Regions from separate parts of the Zea mays genome. Here regions 1 and 2 are each linked to region 3. Evidence: chromatin contacts called from public Hi-C data. All regions are on one chromosome and are shown on one strand. Each heading gives the region's core, a stretch centred on a gene start, on an enhancer-like site or on the middle of the called end of the contact. The rest is flanking DNA. Distances are from core to core; before and after follow the strand shown.

Evidence for each region. A called contact is a pair of places that touch in the nucleus more often than the background predicts.
Region 1: a Hi-C map of tassel shows a contact between it and region 3, with 5 times the contacts expected there. The contact joins the promoter of LOC100283083 here to the enhancer-like site in region 3. A contact is called at or near these places in 2 of 25 Hi-C or Micro-C datasets (ear and tassel).
Region 2: a contact with region 3 is called in a Hi-C map of tassel, with 7 times the contacts expected there. The contact joins two enhancer-like sites. A contact is called at or near these places in 2 of 25 Hi-C or Micro-C datasets (ear and tassel).

The regions. Positions count from the first base shown.
Region 1 is chr9:33,999,634-34,002,361 of Zm-B73-REFERENCE-NAM-5.0, forward strand. LOC100283083 (zinc finger protein CONSTANS-LIKE 16) reads left to right here and starts at 1,274. Exons shown (of 2, transcript NM_001155985.2): 1 at 1,274-2,524; 2 at 2,647-2,728. The coding sequence starts at 1,418.
Region 2 is chr9:34,239,670-34,242,538 of Zm-B73-REFERENCE-NAM-5.0, forward strand. It overlaps LOC103638229 (a long non-coding RNA gene), which reads right to left. Exons shown (of 3, transcript XR_558633.4): 3 at 1,759-2,138. Among protein-coding and RNA genes, the nearest start is that of LOC103638229, 3.6 kb to the right of the region's middle. Within about 2 kb of position 1,317, at least 13 of the 20 cell types and tissues checked have an H3K27ac peak or open chromatin away from gene starts, as enhancers often do. A contact at or near this core is called in ear and tassel, where this site is marked.
Region 3 is chr9:33,391,435-33,394,234 of Zm-B73-REFERENCE-NAM-5.0, forward strand. No RefSeq gene overlaps it. Among protein-coding and RNA genes, the nearest start is that of LOC100274657, 41 kb to the left of the region's middle. Within about 2 kb of position 1,362, at least 15 of the 20 cell types and tissues checked have an H3K27ac peak or open chromatin away from gene starts, as enhancers often do. A contact at or near this core is called in ear and tassel, where this site is marked.

The DNA of each region.
Region 1 (2,728 bases), core at 24-2,523, 610 kb after region 3:
AAATTTGAGAATATTTCTAGAAAGTTGTAACGCACTATGTGTAGAAACCTAACTAGCGTAACATGAAATCATAGAGTTTCAATGTGGACCGGCTAGGTTTCTACACATAGTGCGTCACAACTTTCTTGAAATATTCTCAAATTTTTATCACAGCCTATCTACATATGATATCATGACATGTGGACAAGCTTCATGATTTTCTAACTTTGTTTGTGTTTTATACAGTTTTTAAACAATTGGATGACAAGTTCACCGTCATGTTTAGTGAGCATAGTGATCGAAGATTCTAGTATGTTCCTGAAATCGATCGTAACTTGTGCTAAATAACATGAATATCATTTTTGCATGCACGATTTTTCATGTTTCGAGTGACTTGCAATTCAAATCTAAATTTTTCGAAGAAATTCAATTAAACGAACTAAATCTAATAGCTATAGCAAACACTTTTATAATTGTGCAAAAATGGAACATATAGGTCTACATAGTGTAGAAACATACCACAAAAATTTTGGTTGGGAAAAGAAAAAAATAAAAATATACTTTGCCGAGTGTCCAATAATGACACTCGGCAAAGTAGCTTCTTTGCTGAGTGCCAAAGGTAACGACCGTCAGCTATAGACGACTGCTAACGTCCCTTTACCGAGCGTTGACTTTTATCAAGTGTTTAGCACTCAGCAAAGCTGTCTTTGCTGAGTGTCTTCCTGTGCCGAGAGTCCTGCTCTCGGTAAACGTAGTCGTTATCGAGAGTGGAACTTTACCGAATGTGGCATCTGGCAAAGAGCCGAATTCCAGTAATACATCATCCTATTCCTTATCCACCGTCAACGTTTTCTTTCACGTTGTCATGGTTACGGTCGACACCTCCCTTCCGCATAATGCATGGTAGCCTTAGCCAGAGCTAGCATATAGTAATAACCTAGTGATAACTTGAGCTACGAAGACCAAGAAAGACTTTTCTCGCCTTGCCCTAGCGGTCCCCTGCCACTGCCAGCAACCGTGAGAGCGATGTGGAAAGGGCTCTAGCCTGTAGGCCGTGCGTAGCTGAAGGTGGTGGCCCCACTGGAAATCCCGTCGGAGCCAATCACAAGCGCCTGCCCCGCATCCTGCGCTACCCTTCGACCAATCACGTTGCAGATAAGACCCGCAGGTAGTGGTGCCCTTGCGCGACACCAAAAGTGCAAGCAAAGTGCAGCCGGCGGGGCCCAGAAAGCGCGCAAGATGGGCCCATCTTCTCCTTCGGTTCTATAAAACCGAGCACCGCGATATTTTCAGCACATTTTTTCCCTAACATCTACAGTACATACAAAAACTCAGAGTGTACGTCGGCACATGTGGATACTATAGGTCCCATCCTACTACATTCAGCGTAGAAGAAGCCATCACTGAGTAGCACGCCGGCACACCGCTTTGAAGGGAAATGATTGCCACGACCACGACCGGCAGCTCGGCGAAGGCGGCGGCGGTGGGTGGCAAGGAGGCGCGCGCCTGTGACGCGTGCCTGCGCCGGCGGGCCAGGTGGTACTGCGCAGCGGACGACGCGTTCCTGTGCCAAGTCTGCGACACGTCGGTGCACTCCGCGAACTCGCTCGCGCGGCGTCACGAGAGGCTGCGTCTGCGCCCCACGTCTCCGCTGCAGACGCCGCCGCCTCCCACGCCGGCGTCAGCGAATCGCGAGAGCCACGACGAGGTGGTGCCGGCGTGGTTCAAGCGCAAGGCGCGCACCCCGCGCGGTGGGCGCGCCAAAAGCGATGTGCGGACGTTGTCGCGGCGCCTCGTTGTGCCCCATGCGGCGGGCGGGGACTCGCCAGATGGTCGGAACGACGAGGGGGAGTTCGAGGCCGAGGAGCCGGAGGAGGAGGTGCTTTACCGCGTGCCTGTCTTTGACCCTGCCCTGGCAGAGTTCTGCTCGCCCCAGCCTCTTGAGGACGCGGCCGCTCTCGCGTCGTCCTGCAACGAAGACGGCGCCGTCGAGGACCCGGCGAAGACAGATCGAGAGACACCTGCAGCGGCGCCGCTGGTGCAGTTTTTCCCCGACGGAGGTCATGCCAACTTCGGGCCGACCGACGCCGAGCTCAGGGAGTTCGCCGCGGACATGGAGGCCTTGCTCGGGTACGGCCTGGACGACGGCAACGAGGAGAGCTCGTCGTTCTGCATGGAGACGCTGGGCCTCCTGGAACCGGTGGAAGTGGGTGAAGACGCGTCGCGAGTCAAGGTGGAGACTGACGCCGGCAGTGCCTGCGAAGCCAGTGGCACGCTGGCGTGCGCCCTCGAGCTGCTGGACCCAGATGCATCTGACGAGATGCTGGACATCGACTTCAACTACGGCTCGCCTCAGGACACGACGACGACCGAGAATGCCGCGAGCAGCAGCCACACGGGAACCGACGGCCAGTTCTTGCAGACGAGCCTCTCGCTCACCCTCAACTACGAGGCCATCATCCAGAGCTGGGGGAGCTCGCCGTGGACCGGCGGCGCCGAACGACCACATGTCAAGCTCGACGACAGCTGGCCCCACGACTGCACGGTACGTTCAATTCCCGGGCCCCGCCACATCATCGAGATCCCTGACTTTTTGAGTGCATGCACGGCTTCGCTCGATCGGAGTGATTGTGTTAACGTCGAATTCAATTCTTGTTCTAAATACAGAACATGTGGGTTGTGGGACGAGGAATGGTCGGCCACGGCGGTGAGGACTTGCTGGGCACGCCGAGGCTGGGGCAGGGCATGG
Region 2 (2,869 bases), core at 67-2,566, 850 kb after region 3:
TTCGTATTCGAGGAAGGAAGGCATAACTTGGTTATGCAATCCATCATGTAGAAGTAGAAGTCTCCGTGCATTGGTTGGAACGGAACTGCACCGCCCTCTTGCAAAAAGGTTAGGTTTCGTCGTGTACCTACCTGTATGATTGCATCGTGGGTGATGTCCCGAGTCCCGACGAGCAAGACATCATGAGTTGAATATGCGTCTGGCCAAGCGATCATCAAACGACAGATTTTGTAACATAAGATTATTCATATTACTAATTAACCACACAGAAGCAAAACGAACTGATTACTAAGGTCCCGTGTTCAGTTTCCATGTTTATATTAAACGTGCTACTCCAAGCACGACTCCAAGCACGAGTCAAGTCTGAATAGCCACGCCAGGCTTAAATTATTCATCCACGAAACGGCGCGCCCGTTAATAATACAGTGTATAGTATATATTTTATAACGTCGCAAGGTCACATGTAACCAATTAAAATATTAGTTATATAATAACTATTTTTATAATATAAGAATATAAGTCGTACATTTAATATTGTATCCACCTCTTTATCTCATACTTTATCTCATAGTGTTTTGGAGTCTTTAACAGATCACCTTTATCTACTAGTGAATAGCATATTTTCTTCTCTCTATATCTCTTTTTTCATATCACTATAAATCTAATATATGTAATATGACACCTTTTGCAGCCTGATTATATTACCTTATTATACTTGCTCTAATCAGATTAAAATCAATTGTTCGGGCTGCTGCATCTATAATCCATAGAGACAAAACACTGTAGAAACAACTTCTACAGTAGAAGCTGTTTTGGATTAAAGCCAAGAGAACAGTAGAAGCCTTTACATTTCTTAGAGCCCGCATATACACTTTATTATAGTTGCTCTATTCAGCATGACCATTATTCTGGATAGGTATATACTCCCTCCATCCAAGGATGATCTACCTATATCCCACTCAAATCATGCGCAACAACCGTTTCAGAAATTTTCAGCCCACAACGTACATATAGGGCCTGATTGGTTACCCTGATGAGACCGAACTCGGCTCCGGAGGTACAACATCTTTATACGTTCTCGTGTTTGGTTCTCCAGCCTGGCTCTAGCGATACAAGTTATGCTTGTTTGGATGACTGCATTTATAGCTGGACCTGGCTTAGATGATGCAAAACTGATAAGTGAGCTTGGCTCATAAGATACAGGATTTATTTGCGTTTCTCTGGAGCCTGGCTCACATAAACCTGCTCTAGATCAGCCAGGTCACGAAGACACAAGCCAGGATGTCTCCGTCCGAAAACCAAACAGGCCCATATAAGTCGCCTCTTCCACTTGCACATGTACCTCTTCCCATTCTCTTCTAGTGGATGGGAAGTGCCGAGCCGGAGACCAGAACTGAAGTTGTACTCTAGTTTTACTGTGTACAAGATCATTAATTGTTCGCCTGATTGGATGACTGTACCCACACGTACAATCTCGCGCGAGCCTGGCCAACCGCGTACGTCCGTTTTAGACGTACGTGTGGATGCAGCTAACATAACTTATTTTGCGTCTGTCCATGCAGCCTGCGCTTCACACGTGCAACCAACCAAACACAAACTCAGATAAAGTCAACACACGTGGTGACATGGGACGAGACGGTGCAGCTAACCAATCATATGGACATATGTATGCAAGGAGGAGTCATCCCAACGACTCCTATGCAGCATGCGTGCATGCATGTAACAAGGAGTTAACATGCAGCACAAAGAATAGGTAGATTATCCTTGGACTACTTTAACACTTAAAATAGATAGTCCAGTCTTGGACGGATCGAGTATATCATTATGATGTACAAGTCAATGATGATAGTCATAGTGAGTCCGCGATGAGTCGCCCACTGCTGTGCATCTAGCCCTCAGCACGATCGTAATGCATCATATAAGATGATAAAATTTTGGTAAACAACAAGGAAAGAGGTGAATGCACCGAGATTTGCCTAGGATAAAACACTATGTTAATGTTGTTAGATGATACTCGCTTGACGACCATCTCCCGTCCTAGCACTCGATCGAATCATCCATCGTTAGGTTCATCGACCAGCATCACTTTGAGATCAATTCGGTTCTTGTCCTCCACATCACGTGATCAACTAGTGTACCTAATGAAATGTGTGATGCACATGAACGAATGCAGATAAAAATAGCACAAGATAGGTAATATTACCCGAAGTATATCAAACGCTTATAGCAAGGCATCACAATTCTAATACGAAAACACTAAATACTTTTAACTCTCTAACACAACAATCTTGATCTTCCAGGTACTCGGACCTAATTCAAACATCTGGCAACAACAGCCATACATACGTTCTATGCCCTCCTTAGCTAAAGAATAACACCGAACATTAACAAAACATATATTCATTAATCTAGGATACCTAGGACTTAGAATAACAAACAATAGCATGTCAAGTAACTTTAGAATTACTCCACTAAACTATTATGCATAGCATACCAACTAAACAAGCATCGCATCATCACATATGATCGAATTTCCCCAAGACTATACAATATAAAAATAAACATTTGCTAACAAGGTAACACAACACTCATAAACAAATACTAGATGTTGACATAACACTAAGAATAATATCAACTTTATTCTAACTTAACCGGATCCGATTCAAAAAGCAAGTATCAATAAACCATGCATAAGCACTCTACCTTGCTTAGACATACACCAATAGACTAGTAGAACTTAGGGTCATTATTCCTAGGCACCTAAAAGTTATAATAAGGGTAGGAACATTCTATCTAACTTTCTATACCACTTTCCGAATTAACTTGCATAGGACACCAACTAACACAACATCACTTTTCTTTCAATCAA
Region 3 (2,800 bases), core at 112-2,611:
TATAGACATACACGCAAACTACATTCATAGATTAATTAATGAATGTATATTAAGTCTAAAACAAATTATATTTTTGGGATGTATGGAGTATAAAATAGATGAAAAGCTATAACGATAGTTTATAAAATGTAGTGTAGGTATGAAAAGGGATTATCTAATTTTTTTAGTTGGACCTTCTAAATACACAATTATCTTGACTTAATCCTACACCAAGCAGTCTAGTATTCAGTGGCATTTCACGAGTCGTGCTTGTCAAAAAATTTAAGCGATCAAATGCTGGATTGTTGATTTTATGATTGTATTGTCCGTTCAACAACCCACCTCGAGACTTCGTTGATAAGTCTTAAGGTCATAGCCTTGAACACAAAAAATTACAAGCTACAAGATAATTAGCACAATATTCTTTCTATGTTGCCATTTTTAGATAATTTTTTTATTTTTTTATAAATATATTCGTATATATACAGCATATATGCTGGACACGTGGAGTATGTAGGGCATACCTAGCATACCCCTAGTTACGCCACTGATACAACATAATAGCACACATTCTAGGTTAGACACCTGGGCTCAATACTAGCGTGCACAGCCGTGGGCGGCAGCCTGGCCTGTTTTATTTGGGTTTATGACCGTTAGAATCGACTTGTGCAAGCTAAACGTTTCGTTTATCAGTCTGTTTCTGTGAGAATCGTTTTTGTAAAAACAGTCTAAATGAATGTGAATGTAGAATATGTCGAGTCGTCATGACGGAAGAAATCCATCGCTTTCTAAACACTAAATCGTGTAGACCTTTTAATCTTATTCCGCACGTAAGCCCCACGATATTTAAATTCTTGTAACAGCTAGATTATCCAGTAATTCAGATTCTCAGAAAAAGCTTTTAAGAAAAAAAGGGCTCAAAGTATAGTATGTAAGACCATGATAGATTTCATATTTGTGTTTAAAATATACCACATAATCAGAAAAGAAAAATGAAATATTGATTAAAGTTGTCTCTCATGGTGAAGAGTTTTATTCAGCACTATTTGTATAGGTAACATGCGAGAGCCTATTTCATATTTTTTTATCAATGGCTTGTCATGTTATCTAAATTGCTGACATGATACATTATTTTAATGTGAATAAAACTTCTATAAAACTACATTTTGACTGGCCTAGCGAGCGGTTAGCGGTGGCAAGCCCGGTCAAAGATTCCACGTGCATTCATGGCGGCCCGTCACGGCCCGGCCGAACATCTGGCCCTTGCCATGCTCCGACACATTTGTATAAAAATAACGCGCACGGATCCAGCTACTGGCCGCCATCCTTGGTCGTGGGCTCGTGGCGCTGCCAGCGGCAGGGTCGCGATAAATGGGCGCCGGCCGGACTCGACCGAACAGCAGAAGCAGCACACGCCCGGCACGGCAAGAATTGAAAACGGACGCCCTGAGGCTGGCCGGCGCAGAGGGCGCACGCGGCCAGAGCCGCATCGAGCGAGGCAAGTGCAAGTGCAAGTGCAATGCAATGCAATGCAGCATCGTACGTGCCCATCCATCTTTGCCATGGGCAGTAGTAACAGTAACTTCACTTGTCACAGTACATTTTGCTAGCAATGCATGTAATCGATCCAACTCGCTGTACATTTTTCCTTTTTTTAAACGGGCAAAAGTTATTTATTAGTTCTAGTTTGGTAACCCTATTTTTTTCAAGGGATTATTCTTTTCTTAATTAAAATTAGTTCATTTTCCCTTATAAAATAGGAATCCTTTGAAAAGTAGAGTTCCCAAACTAGCCTAAAAAAATTTAGAAAAAAGTTTTTTAAAAAAGAGAGAAGGGTACACGATCTAGAGGACCGCGAGTCGCATCCCATCCCATCCCGTCCCGGACAGGTGCGCGTTGCTGATGTCCGGCCGCATCCCGTACCTGTTGATGATCATGTCCGTGAAGGACGGGATGAGCGCGAACATGCTGCATTTGACCACCACACGATGTCGATGGCGATGGGGCTGATCACGGCCGCATCCTGTAGCTGCCTCAGCTGATGAGCTGGCCACAAGCTCATTCTGTTTGCTGTCGTCGGACCTGCTGGCGCGAGCGCGTGCGTGCTCGAACGAGACGAATGGCACTGTGGAGTGTGCGTGAGACTGTGAGAGTGAGCTCAACACTCAGCTGCTAAAAGCGAGTGTGATCTTCTGAGCGGGAGAGGAAGGAGAAGGAATGGCTAGTTTTTAAAGCCGGTGGGATCAGCAAGGGGATTATCGACGCATCTTGGTGGGCCACGAGGGTCTTTACTCGTCCACGCTAGCGAGCTGCCGCATCGGCATGGTTCACCGATAAATCTGATGAAATCATGTCGCTAATCAAATTTATGCAGTTGTGTGAACTTTTTCTCACTAAGCAACTATTGAGATATAGTGTTCATAGCTCAGTAAAAGGGCAGGTTGCCATGTTTTTACATGTGGTAGGTCATAACCAAAGGTTTAGAGTTATACACATGACCTTTCGAAGGTCTATTGAGACCATCAGTAGATACTTCGGGGAAAGTATTGTATGTTGTTGGTGAACTGAGGAATGAAATGATCTTGCCACCTTCAACTGCTACACCAACCAAAATTAGAGATAGCCACAAATGGTACCCCTATTTCAAGGTCAGCCAAATCCAAACACATCACTTCTTTTCATGTTGGGTTTGTAGTAACAAATGTTTGCCCTAATATGTAGGACTGTATTGGTGCCATTGATGGCACTCATGTGTTAACAAGAGTTCTTAGATATCAAAGGGATGCCTTCCTTGGTAGGAAACACAACACAACAGAGAACA